2 separate regions of the Bombyx mori genome follow, and region 1 is linked to region 2. The links are chromatin contacts, called in public Hi-C maps. All regions are on one chromosome and are shown on one strand. Each heading gives the region's core, a stretch centred on a gene start, on an enhancer-like site or on the middle of the called end of the contact. The rest is flanking DNA. Distances are from core to core; before and after follow the strand shown.

What was found. Hi-C and Micro-C count contacts between places; a contact is called where the count stands out from the background.
Region 1: a contact with region 2 is called in a Hi-C map of whole pupa, with 1.9 times the contacts expected there. The contact joins two enhancer-like sites. A contact is called at or near these places in 2 of 7 Hi-C or Micro-C datasets (midgut and whole pupa).

The regions. Positions count from the first base shown.
Region 1 is chr15:5,250,493-5,257,089 of ASM3026992v2, reverse strand. All of the region lies in intron 4 of LOC101738176 (ras GTPase-activating protein raskol), which reads left to right. Among protein-coding and RNA genes, the nearest start is that of LOC134200270, 19 kb to the right of the region's middle. Within about 2 kb of position 1,374, at least 7 of the 8 cell types and tissues checked have open chromatin away from gene starts, as enhancers often do.
Region 2 is chr15:5,185,520-5,191,780 of ASM3026992v2, reverse strand. LOC101738176 (ras GTPase-activating protein raskol) reads left to right here. Exons shown (of 19, transcript XM_038015935.2): 5 at 181-406; 6 at 2,111-2,180; 7 at 2,867-2,994; 8 at 5,152-5,295; 9 at 5,718-5,863. Among protein-coding and RNA genes, the nearest start is that of LOC101738448, 20 kb to the right of the region's middle. Within about 2 kb of position 2,915, at least 4 of the 8 cell types and tissues checked have open chromatin away from gene starts, as enhancers often do.

The DNA.
Region 1 (6,597 bases), core at 125-2,624, 67 kb before region 2:
ATGTAGTTATTTCTACTTGATATTAAAACTCAAGACTCAACTCAGACTCGTGCCCGGAGCAAATCTATCTATGAAAATCTATATTTCGTTTATTTTTTCTTTCAATCAATGATTTTATGTTTAAAGGTAGAGTTAGTATTGTATACATGTAATATATCTATGAGATTTTCATGTAAGAGTTGTGTTTTCATTGTATTATTGATTATTCAGAAAATAACCGCTTGAATCAGTCTATTTATTCGAATATTTCACCAGATAATTTGGCGTTCTTTTCTAATGTAGATACTTTTTTTTTATTGCCCTTGGAGGCAGACGAGCATACGGCCCACCTGATGGTGAGTGGTTACCGTCGCCCATGGACTTCAGCAATTCCATACTGAAAATCCCTGGATATGTTAACCAGAAGAATGTCTCTCGAATACTCTCTAATAAATACCCTCGAAAGTGTTTCACGTCTTGAAATTGGGAACATGGCAAATATGTTTTTTAAGGGGTAAGAATTTTTTAGGTATACGAAAATAATTATTTCTAGTTTATTTTTCGAGAAGTTGCTTCAAAACGATCAATTTTTCTAATGAAAACATATTCCCTATTCAATTTAGCGATAACCTGACTTCCAAGTGTCACTCACTGTTAGACGACCCAGTTTCCATATATGTATGGAATATACGTAATGGAAAGACTTATTTGATCGCTGACCATGATTTAAAAAGTTTATCAAAATAACAGTTTTAAACATGTTCTATTATACATTTTACGACAATGTTATAGGCGAATGATTATTGAACAAAATATCAATTTAAAAGTTACATTGGCATGCTTTATTGTGTGTCGGAAAAGCTAGTGTTTATTGTTGAAAATAGATATTTCTAATATTGTAATTCAGTTGATCTGATTAGTAGATTTACCGATTTTCCAATAAAAAATAATTTATTCTAAATCTTAGTCGCACTTATGTATTTTGCAGTGATAGAAGTCGTCGAGGGATACACCCCTATACTCAATGAAGGCCGTTAGTTGCTTGTCACTTTATTTAGTGACGGCGGTTGATTTACACACCAATTGTCTGTATCCATTCAATTGACACTTGATCTTATTTGCCAATTTATCTAATAGAGACCTCATGAAAACTTGTACTCCTGAGAATAACAATGAAAAACTGATGTAAGGATCTGTGATATGTGAATAAAAAATAAAGTGATGAGTCTCCAAAGGGAAAGGAAACCAAAGTTTAATATGTGGAAAGCAATAATTCATAGAAAAAGAAAATACAGTGAGGTTTTAACATGTGAACACGAAACTTACGCCGCCCTAGCGTCGATGCAAGGAGGTAATGCTGCGACACTACCGCCATCTCTGGACGCGTTGCGAGCATGTAAGTAGTACTACTAGTCGATAATAGATGGCGTTTCATACAAGTACGTTTTGAACTACTCACGACAAAATAAATCAGCTCAGAGATACTAACCAGTTATAAAATACAAGGATAACAAATTGTTTACTTTGTTTTAGAACACAATGTTTGAAATTGACTATTTCGATACCTGACAACATAAAGCTTGGTTTATTCCTCCTCCTCCTTCAGTCGATCGCTCATTGCTGAGCATCGTGATGCGCCCGCCTGTGACCTTTTTTTGTAATTTGTAGCCACTTATGTCGGTCTGTGGCACAGTGAAGTGCGTGGCTCAGTCTCATGTCCAGACACTCAGACACTTGGTCACTCCATCTTTTTCGGCTACGACCTCTGGATCGTCTTCCATCCACTTTACCCGTCACTATGAGTCTCTCCAGGTTGTCAGAGGGTTTTCTTGCTATATGACCAAAGTATTGGAGCACTCTATATAGACATTTGGTGGATAGCCTCTGGTCAACTTTTAGCTCGTTGAGGATGGAAGCGTTCGTCCGGAAAGCCGTCCAAGGGATGCGCAACATGCGCCGCCAGCACCACATCTCAAACGCGTCTATGCGTCGCCTGTCAGACTCTTTCAAGATCCAGGTCTCAGCCCCATACAAAAAGATTAAGAAAACGAGCGTCTCAACAATTTGCACTTTCGTTTTCTTGAGTATGTTTCGATCTCTCCATATTTTGTTTAGCTGGCTCATAGCGGATTTGGCCATTCCGATGCGTCGCCTTATTTCGGTTTCCGATCCACCTCTATTGGAAATAATCGAGCCGAGGTACACGAAAGTCTTGACGATGTCGTATTGGCCAAGAATATTATTCTCGTTAAGGGTGCCGTATTTATCCACGATCATGATCTTTGTTTTGGACTGGTTGATCTTTAGTCCCATTTCCTCGCTAACTATAACCAGACGTCGCAGCAGCTCCTCCATTTCCTCTTCTGATGACGCCACTAATGTGGTATCATCAGCGTATCGTAAGTTCGAGATCTTTACGCCCCCAACTGTGACGCCACCATCCCACTCCTCTAGGGTTTTGCGCATTATGTATTCGCCATAGATGTTAAAAAGTATGGGCGAGACGATGCAACCCTGGCGCACTCCTTTCTCAAATCGGAACTCTCTTGATTGTGCTGGGCCGATCCGTACCGATTGGTTTATTCAGTGAACACAATAACTTGAAATTGCTCCTTGAGAGGACGAGGACAATTTGAAACTAAATGTAAAAAAAAATACAATAGTGTTGTTTCACTATTATTGTGGGAAAATAGCACAATATGATTCACGCTATTGTGTTTGACATGCCGACCGCATCAAAAGCAACCGACCCTCTAAATAAGGTCGAGCTTATCTTAACGTCCCATTGACGTTGACGTTACCTTTGTGGTAGGTTGCTGTTTTTGAACTTAGATCTGAATTTTATTACTCCAGGAATAGAGAGAATGTTAAGCATAGCATTTGTTTTATCGCACTGAATCTACATCTAATACTATCAAATCAAATAATCTAAATCCATTCAATAATATCAAATCTTCAGTTTATCATTGTAAGCAATTTATACCGTAATAATATTTATAAAGAAGGTCAAACAGAAGCTCTGTATAAAACAAATGAAAATACGGACATATATTTGATTATCCGTTATTATTATTGTCCGTCATGGGATATTTTTGTTGTTCCTCAGTCCTCAGCCTCGCCATAAAAAAATATTTTTCGTAAATACACTACCATTTTGGTAAACAATTGCCTTTGTATCTACAAAAATCTGTAAAGGACATCGTCGCTTGGCAGCGTTGTTATTATAAGACGAAACAATGGGATGAATGTAAAATGTAATATCGTAGAAGCTTTATATGAGTTCAAAACAATATGCCTCCCACGACACAGTTTCCATGGGCTTACGTAAATTCTAGCTAATTACTGCGCATTTGCACAACAAGTTTGTACGTTTCCTCGTCAGATTGCGAGAAACAATAACAATAGTCATTGTAAAAATCTTATTTAAAAAAAATCTTATTATAAATTCGTAGTAATATTCTCGAGTATTCCTTACCTTTTCTTCGAACTCCATTTTTTTTTTCGCAATTAATAATAATATCGAGAAAGACCAGTAGTCTGTCTATATCTGCTGCAAAGTTTTATTGGTGGTGGCGTCTTGTGAGCCCGCCCGGATAGGTACTACCATCCTGCCTATTTCTGCCGTGAAGCAGTAATGCATTTCGGTTCGAAGGATGCGTTTTTGTGGCCGTTGTACTATAAAACCTCTGGTCTAACTCTAAAACTCTTGCTTTAATTTGGGTGGCGGCATTCACGTTGTTGATGATTATGGGCTCCGGTAACTCACCGTCAGGTGGGTATGTTCATCTAGCTTTCAAAGCTCACAAAATGTACAAAAGATCTCGGCTTTATCTTCATGTCTTTTGTGAAGTGAAATTTAAACACGTTACCTACCTGGGAATGGAAATACATAGCGTTGCTCACTAATTTAATCATTACTGTTAATATGAAAACTACTGTAATGTATCTTGGAATTATACGAGCTGGGAATACAATTATCCGAAGTTGGCGATAACGATTTCATTGAAACATAAATAAGCGTTTAAAATTAATATTAAATTCTATAAACTTATGGCTAATATTTTTTTTTATTAAATATGATTCGATTTTTGTCAGAAAATTGTAAAGAGGGCGGGCCTACTGGAAGAGATTTCAACATGAAATAAGTAGTGCCCTTGTACTCTGTATTCTTATTGTCGTGTTTTTTCTAACAGCTGTGTGTACAAAATATATTAAATAGATAAATAAAATAAATAAAAGAGTGACTATAAAAAATATATGAAAATAAACGAAATCAAATGCATAAACATGGAGAGACCAGTGTGTGTTGTGTTACAGATATTGACCTACTTTTGGCCAAATGTACATAATATAAACACGATATACTAGGCTAATTAATGTTTTGTTTCTCTCACACTTCAAAATAACTGATTTGTATGAGCAAGACCGAGATAAGTAAAGCAATCGTGCGGTCTGTAATAATTTGTTCTTAACGAAATCGTTTGCTCCTACAGGATTTGGTTTACAGTTTGTATTTCGTGTATACATATTCCCTTATCATTTATATATTTGTTTATGTGACATGTTTGACGTATCGTATTTATTAATTTATTTATATTTAATCTATATACATATATAAAAATGAATTGCTGTTCGTTAGTCTCGCTAAAACTCGAGAACGGCTGGACCGATTTGGCTAATTTTGGTCTTGAATTATTTGTGGAAGTCCAGAGAAGGTTTAAAAGGTAAAAATGCTCGGAATTAAATAAAAATAAGAATTGTGTTTTTCCTTTGATGTGTCCCCCGTTGGACGGATTCCTTTTGTTTGTTTGAACTTTATTTTATACAAAAGTTTAGGTCTTTTATTTATCGATTGAGGCACTACGAAGTCTGCCGGGTCAGCTAGTGATTACTAAATCTTTCAAGATTTTTTCCAGATTGCCGAACTAAAACTACAGATGGTTTGTTTACGACCACGTGTCATGCAGATAGGTCGGTGATCATTAGCCGACATGTTAATTTTTAATAGCGCCCTATCTGTTTTTATGGCGACTTATTCACTATTTATTAAATTTTTTATTGTACACAATAATATTGCAGTGAAAGCCGCAATAAATAACATTTTATTGACAAAAGGCGACCTTAGTTCAGACATGAATCAACAAATCAATTCCCCTGCTTTTGTGGCAAGATAATAACAAGTTAATAACAAGATATATTTAAAAATAGGATTTTACGTTTTTTACCGCAGTATGCACTTAGTTTTTTTTTTCTAACAATTTTCCTCATCGAAAATTTGACACGATGTGTTTCAAAAACAAACACCAATCTAAGGGTCAGAAACACCTCGAACAATTGTATTGCATCTTGCGTTACGGTTGCTGTCTTTACTGTCACATAAAAATCCTATGAAAAAGAAGTGAAGCACCAGTACAATTCATAGCAGTCCATAATTGAACAGAAACGGACGCTTCGAGAATCTTTTCAGATCGAATTGTTCATATAAAGACATGTACCTCGCCCTAATGAAAAGCCGGTATCGGCTGTGGAAGTGACAGTTGGTAGCAAAAAACTTGTTAGGTACTCCATGCAGCGCGTCGTTACTGAATTGTACAGTTTTTGCACGGCAGATATCTCGAGAGACGTTTCTAGAGATTTCTTCGACGGACGTTATGGAGGTCGTTCTATTTTATTAAAACTAAGTTAATATTTAACGTTATTTTTATTGCTTAGATGGGTGGACGAGCTCACATCCCACCTGGTGTTAAGTGGTTACTGGAGCCCATAGACATCTACAACGTAAATCGCCATCCACCTTGAGATATAAGTTCTAAGGTCCCAGTATAGTTACAACGGCTGTCCCACCCCTCAAACCGCAAGGCATTACTGCTTCACGGCAGAAATAGGCAGGGTGGTGGTACCTGCCCTTGCGGACTCACAAGAGGTCCTACCACCAGTAAGAACCCGGCATGTATTTTCTAATTCATAAGGTAGATCGTATTTGTGCTAATACTTTTGTAACTATTAGAAAAAGTACTTCTCGTTTGGAAAAGCGATCATCGCTCTGTTGATACGAAAACACATAAACAATCGATCTTCACTTGTTGTTAAAGTTAATAGTAAACATATTAATACTAGAGTTTCCGCAGTAGTCGACATTCGACTATAATTAATTGGAATCGTAAGTTTGTACACTATTATGATTGTATTTTATACTTCTATAATTACAAATTTCGCCAAGACTACACTAGAAAAAATATTAAGAAAGACAAACCATATTCTATTCTCAATTTGACAACAGACGTCAAGAACAAAAGTTTGACAATAAATAATATGCATGCGTGTGTGCGTCCAATACATGGTATGTAGTGTGTGTAATGTTTTCTTTATTGATTTATTGTATCTTTTATGCATTATTTAAAAAAAATATTAGCATTGTGCACTTCTTCTCTATATTCTCTATAAGTGTGAAAAATTTCATACTCCTCCGTCCGCGCAATTTTCGTAAAAAAGGATACAAAGTTTTCACGTATTAATATATAGATATCTTCTGAAGTACCGTATTGATGATTAATCTTCTGTAGGTGTTTTCTATCAATTTATATGCAATAACACGAGTCTCGACGACTCTGCCTACAC
Region 2 (6,261 bases), core at 1,666-4,165:
CGTTGTAACTATACTGAGACTTTAGAACCTATATCTCAAAGTGGGTGGCGCATTTACGTCATAGATGTCTATGGGCTCCAGTAACCACTTAATACCAGTGAAATGAAGACATTTTTAAGCATTTTCAATTCCAATAGCTAGAAGCGTATATTGTGTACATAGATTGTGTTTTGTTTCCAGATACGTCGTACGAGAAAGCATGTCGGCGAGGCTCTGCGCCAAACACACCGGTCCCAGGAGCACAGGCGCAGCACAGTCCGTCCCGATTAGCTTCGTTTTTCTTTTCGAAGCGTTCCTTCCGCAACAATCCGTTGAAAAGAACAAAATCAGCAACGAAACTGGAAAAAGAGCGAGCTCTGGCTGCCGTACCAACGCATCCGCCTACACACGCGCTGCGGACGTCCAGGTATAAACTAGTTATTAAAAATTATTATTAACTTTAATTTATAAACCCTTTGCGGTCTTAAGATTAATGTAATGTAAGACTATATGTCCAATACGCGAAGACAGGTTATTAAAATTGTGTAGACAATTTTAAGCTCTACACAGGTATTGACCAAATCTGTAGCGATAACTCTTTTTTTATTTTTATTACTTAGACGTGTGGACTAGCTCACAGCCCACCTGGTGTTAAGTGGTTACTGGAGCCCGTAGACATCTACAACGTAAATGCGCCACACACCTTGAGATATAAGTTCTAAGGTCTCAGTATAGTGCAACGGTTGCCCCACCCTTCAAACCGAAACGCATTACTGCTTCACGGCAGAAATAGGCAGGGCGGTAGTACCTGCCCGTGCCGACTCACAAGAGGTCCTACCACCAGTAAAACCACCCAGTAATGTAGACCTGTTTCATCTTTTAGATGAGTAGATTAGGTATAGAATACCTTATAAATATGTTGTTACGTACATAATATTATTTAGAAAAAAACATTCTTGTGTTTCTGGTTGATTCGAAGCTTAGTTTGTTGGCAAGGTTTAATAAATGTTAAACCCAATGCCTGTTATTAGTAATATTTTCAATTAGCAATTTCAAACAAAAACCTTTTCTATTATCAAACACGAATATTATTTAAATTAGCTTGAAGGATTTACAATTGCTTGTAGTTATTGTACTAAAGGACATTAATTTTGTAGCAATTATACGAAATTAGTCACTTATTTAGCCACCGTGAAAACGGGGTCAACAATCCATAGTGAACAAAAACACTAAGCAGTAAGTTCACTTTCTAATTGTTTTTCTACAATATGAGCACAGATAATCGGCCGAATGAACAAGATGGACAGCCTTTCATTATTATTAGAACAGCGCACTACTTTTGTGATGTTAGAAAAACATTATTGCCAAATTAATGTGCCCAAAGTATCAATCGATGGAGCTCATTTGACAAAAAAAAGCAAGCAATAAACATCCAATACCGTAATTATTATCTAAACAATTCCTGTCATTATCTATGCAAAGAAAAACTGGCGAGATTGTCTCTCTGTTTTCAATAGAAAGGTTTTTCTAAAGTTCATAATCCAGTCATTTTGATTTGTATTAGCCTACTCAAAAGTCAACGAAGAATCAAAAGAGTCACCAATATACTACCGATTTACAAACAGCGATGATATTAGCACTGAAACTTGTAATGAAATGTGGGTGTCTTTAAATTGACCTGTGGCTGTGTGCCGAGTGTCTAATGTATTTAACAAGGTGTCGTGACTGCATAACGTTATCAAGACCCGACGGTGTTGTCATAATTCGCAGGAGTGTCGCCCCTCCTCGTTCGCCTTCATTTACAGTGTGTTCTTAATTACTCCCCTCACTCGGCAAACACGAAGCTTCGTTCAAATAAAATAAATTAACTTTGAATGGACTACCTGTGTAGTAACTGTCAGTTAATTATTGCACACGATACTTTACGAATCCTTTACTAAGTTGATTGTTTTCGTAGAACTAATGTAACATAGAGAGTAGCAGAACACAATAATGTATTTAGAAAGTTATATTTATTCTTGAGAGAAATCGATTGGTTTTCTGATTATCGATATATTTAGAATACAACCTTATCTACGACGTTTTCTTACAACATGTTGCTTAAAAAATTATGTATTTTTTTTATTCTCAGATCTCACGAAAGTCTGTTATCTGCTCACTCTCCCGCCGTTTCTACAATGGACCTAGGCCCTCCGAATCAGGTACCATATTAATAAATACTACATAATACTCCTAAATTAAAACCAGTTTGTGCTATGTTAATAACTATTGACTCGTAATTTAGTTTTTGATAAAAAAAAACTCGTTCTAAATAGTACGCTCGATATTATCTCACATCCTGTATTACGAAGTATTTTTATGAATTCATTTTATCGTTACAATAACAAGTTCATTTTTGCTTTTAAAATGTGCATATCATGAAAGTAACGAAGTAAATAAAAGATTCAAAATTGCTTCCGATAGGTATTTATTGCTTAAATAAAGTAATGGCGTATAGTATTGTCGAATTATAATTTAATTGATTGAATAAATTTAACAACATTCATTTAGCTTGAGATCATTGAGTTTCCATTCAGCCCACTGAGTTTCTCGTCGGATCTTCTCAGTGGGCCGCGTTTCCGATTAGGTGGTAGATTCTGCGAAGCACGGCTCTTGCTAGGGTTCGTGTTAGCAACGTCGTCAGGTTTGAGCCCCGTGAGCTCACCTACTAGTTAAGGTAACGCTGAAATAGCCTCTCAAGGCTATCTATCAGCTTAGGTAGGAAAAAAAAAAGTTTCCAAAGACTTAACGCGCATTCTTTTTCAACACTAAAATTGCCTTTATCTATGAACCATAGAGATTGCTTTGGCAACATTAAAAATATATAATGTAATTTTACTATTTGTAGGTTGAAATACGCGCGCTTCATTCGTCAGTACTGGGCAGAGCGCATTGCTTCGCGCTGAGCGCAGAGAACCGCGCACCTCGATACTTCGCTTGTGCTTCCAGAAAGGAGCGAGACCGGTGGATATACAGGTAGTTGTTTTAACTCGAAAATCTTGTTTTTTTTTCAGTTCATACAATATCTCGCCACGTTAACATTGGTTAAATTTAATTTTAGAATTTTATCATTAAAGAAATCTTGCGATTATTAAATACCTAGTAAGATTTTTTTAATACGCTTTTATTAGCTCCAGCTCCAGACGTATGTATGTTAGTATGGAATCTTTGAACATGATTTTGACTCCCTTCAAAACGTCGGATTAACTCGAAATTCGGTATACTTATTAAGGACCGATGACAATTCGATATTTATTAAAAAAATTAAAAAAATTGAAATTCAACTAAAAATGAAAAATAAGCAATACTTTAAAAAAACTAACAAAATACACTTTTATGGAAAATTCAACTAAAAAACAATAATAAAATAATTTTTTCTTACACTATTTTTAATTCAAAATTATTAAAGTTTATTTTCTATTTTTAGTTGGATTTTCTATTAAAGCGTATTTTGTTAGTTTTTTTTACAATCAATACAATACTTTTTTTACATATTTTGTTAAAAATATTAGTTTTATTAAATCTTAAGATTTATTTTTAAATAATTGTTATCGCTGCGATCTCGCGACTGTTTTACTGAGAGACAAAAGTAGTAATTGAACGAGCCCATGACTCAGTACTCGTTGATTTACACTGTAATTCATAATAACAGCTAACTAATACTATAAGAGTGAAATTATTCGATGATCGTAATACATGCGACATATTAAAAGTAATGTTGAATGTGTTCGTAATTTATGCATTAGCGCATGTTTTAACCCATTGAATTCAAACTCGGTACCGTTATTGTTGGTACAATTAGGAATGTTTTAATTCACCATCTATATACCTACGACAAACACAAAGACGCGCCTGTAGTTCTAAGAAACTGGTGTATTTCACAAATTGAAGACAGTGGAAAATGTCTATGTTACGAAAGCAATTTAAATATTAGTGTTTTTTTTTTCTGAAATCAAAACCTGTCACGAATGTCGTCCTAATATTTTATAGTAAGGAAAGTCGGTTGGGGTACGACATGTGGGATGCCTTATTTATAAATATGTGAATTTAATAAAAGCCATTAGCAGTATCGAGATTCCCTAGTATAGTAATTCACATCAGAATAAACTAAAAATTGTATTGTTTATGTCATAAAAGGAAGTCAACTATTAAAATTCTAAAGTTCATTCATAACTATATTTTTAGAAATAGCCTTCAGATAGTTAGTTATTAATATAATGTGATGAAGATTAACGTGCGTCACATATACTTATTGTTTGTTTATAACAATTATCATTGGATACTCATTGTTCATGGAAACAATTTATGTACATTCAAGGGGTTTGTTTTCTTCAAGTGTTTTAAAATATAAACAATATCAGACTCGATTAGATCATGATCCACTAAAAATTATTATATCGAGGGGTGAAAGAAAGGCTTTTCGATTTATGCGACATTTTTGGATTTTTTCAGGAGAGCCATAAAAGTTAAGTTAAGTAAAAAGATTAATGTCGCACATTATTGAAAATGTTGCTTAAACAAAAGAGCCATTCACCCATGGGGAATGACATAAATTTGCAACATCCAATCGCTTCCTGTATTTGTTAGGCGCCTAAGGAATTTACTAGAGAGACGGTATTTACTGATGTTATGGCATATTGTGAACCGTCACAGATAGCTACCACCATTTCTTTCTAACTTCAAGCGATAAGGCTTTCTAGTTTGCAGATTCTGTCAATGTGTCTTAACATGGATTAATGCATTCACTTGGACTCCACGTTCGTGAACTACGATAACCAGTTAATACCAGATTGCGATCACTAAATCGCTAAACAATAAAATAATCCAATTAAATTTATTATATTACTAGCTGTACCCGTCCGCTTCGCTGGGCATTTAAAATTAACATTATTATTTCTCAACCCCACAAAGATTCTCAACATTAATGCCCCGCAACTGGTGTAGGGAGTCCAACACTCATATAAATATTAGCCTATCCATTAAGTACATATATTTTCTACATGAATACCAAGTTTCAAGTCAATCGGATGCATGGTTCAGTAGGTATAACGGAACATCCGAAAAACCACTGTAGATTTATATATTAGTATAAATATTATCAGTGAAGTTAAAAATCAATATTGTCTACTTCAGTTTGCGACAAGCGGCCCGACCGGACGAGATGCGGACGCGACGGTGCGAGCGGACTGTCAAGCTGTGGTTGTTGGAAGCCAAGGCCATACCACCGAAGAAGCGGTATTACTGCGAGATCATGCTCGATGAAACATTATATGCAAGGTATTTAATACTACTAATGTACGCCTAATTATCTAAATTCAACCCTATTCACTGATAACTTAAGATTTACATTTATTTCATTTGATATTTTATTTTAGTATTGGTATTATTAACAACAAAGCTTACGGAACGAGGAAACATCTTCGGAATTTTTTTTTTTTTTTGCATCGTCTTATTATCGATGAACATCGGTTGCACGCACCAAAAAGTGTCACGTTCCGCCTGAGCCTGAACTTGCAAGCGAGAGCGCGGAACAAGCGATAGAGAGGCACGATCGACACATTTATCTCACATACACAGTTCGAATAGTTCTGCTACTGACATTATCACGTAAAAGTATCTTCCGTAAATCGACTTTACAGACAACCTTTTATTTTTTGCTGTAAACTCTTTCTGACTGGAACGCGTTTCTATGTCTCCAGGTCATCGTCAAAGCTGAAGACCGAGTTGTGTTTCTGGGGCGAAGTGTACGAGTTCAGCGGTCTGCCGGCCGTGCGCGCGATACACGTGAACGTGTACCGCGAGCCGGAACGACGCAGCCGGAAACGAGACAAGCACGCTCTTGTCGGTGAGTACACCACGGATATACACCAGAACTACATACTAAAGAGCCAAATATACATCACTAACGTTACAACGTTACGTTTTTTACTGGTGGTAAGACCTCTTGTGAGTCCGCGCGGGTAGGTACCACCACCCTGCCTATTTCTGCCGTGAAGCAGTAATGCGTTTCGGTTTGAAGGGTGGGGCAGCCGCTGTAACTATACTGAGACCTTAGAACTTATATCTCAAGGTGGGTGGCGCATTGACGGTTGTAGATGTCTATGGGTTCCAGTAACCACTTAACACCAGGTGGGCTGTGAGATCGGCCACACATCAAAGCAATAAAAAAAAATACAAACGTATAACAAAAATACATAAATTACACACACCACTAGATGTACAAAGCCCCGGGAACTTGCGCGA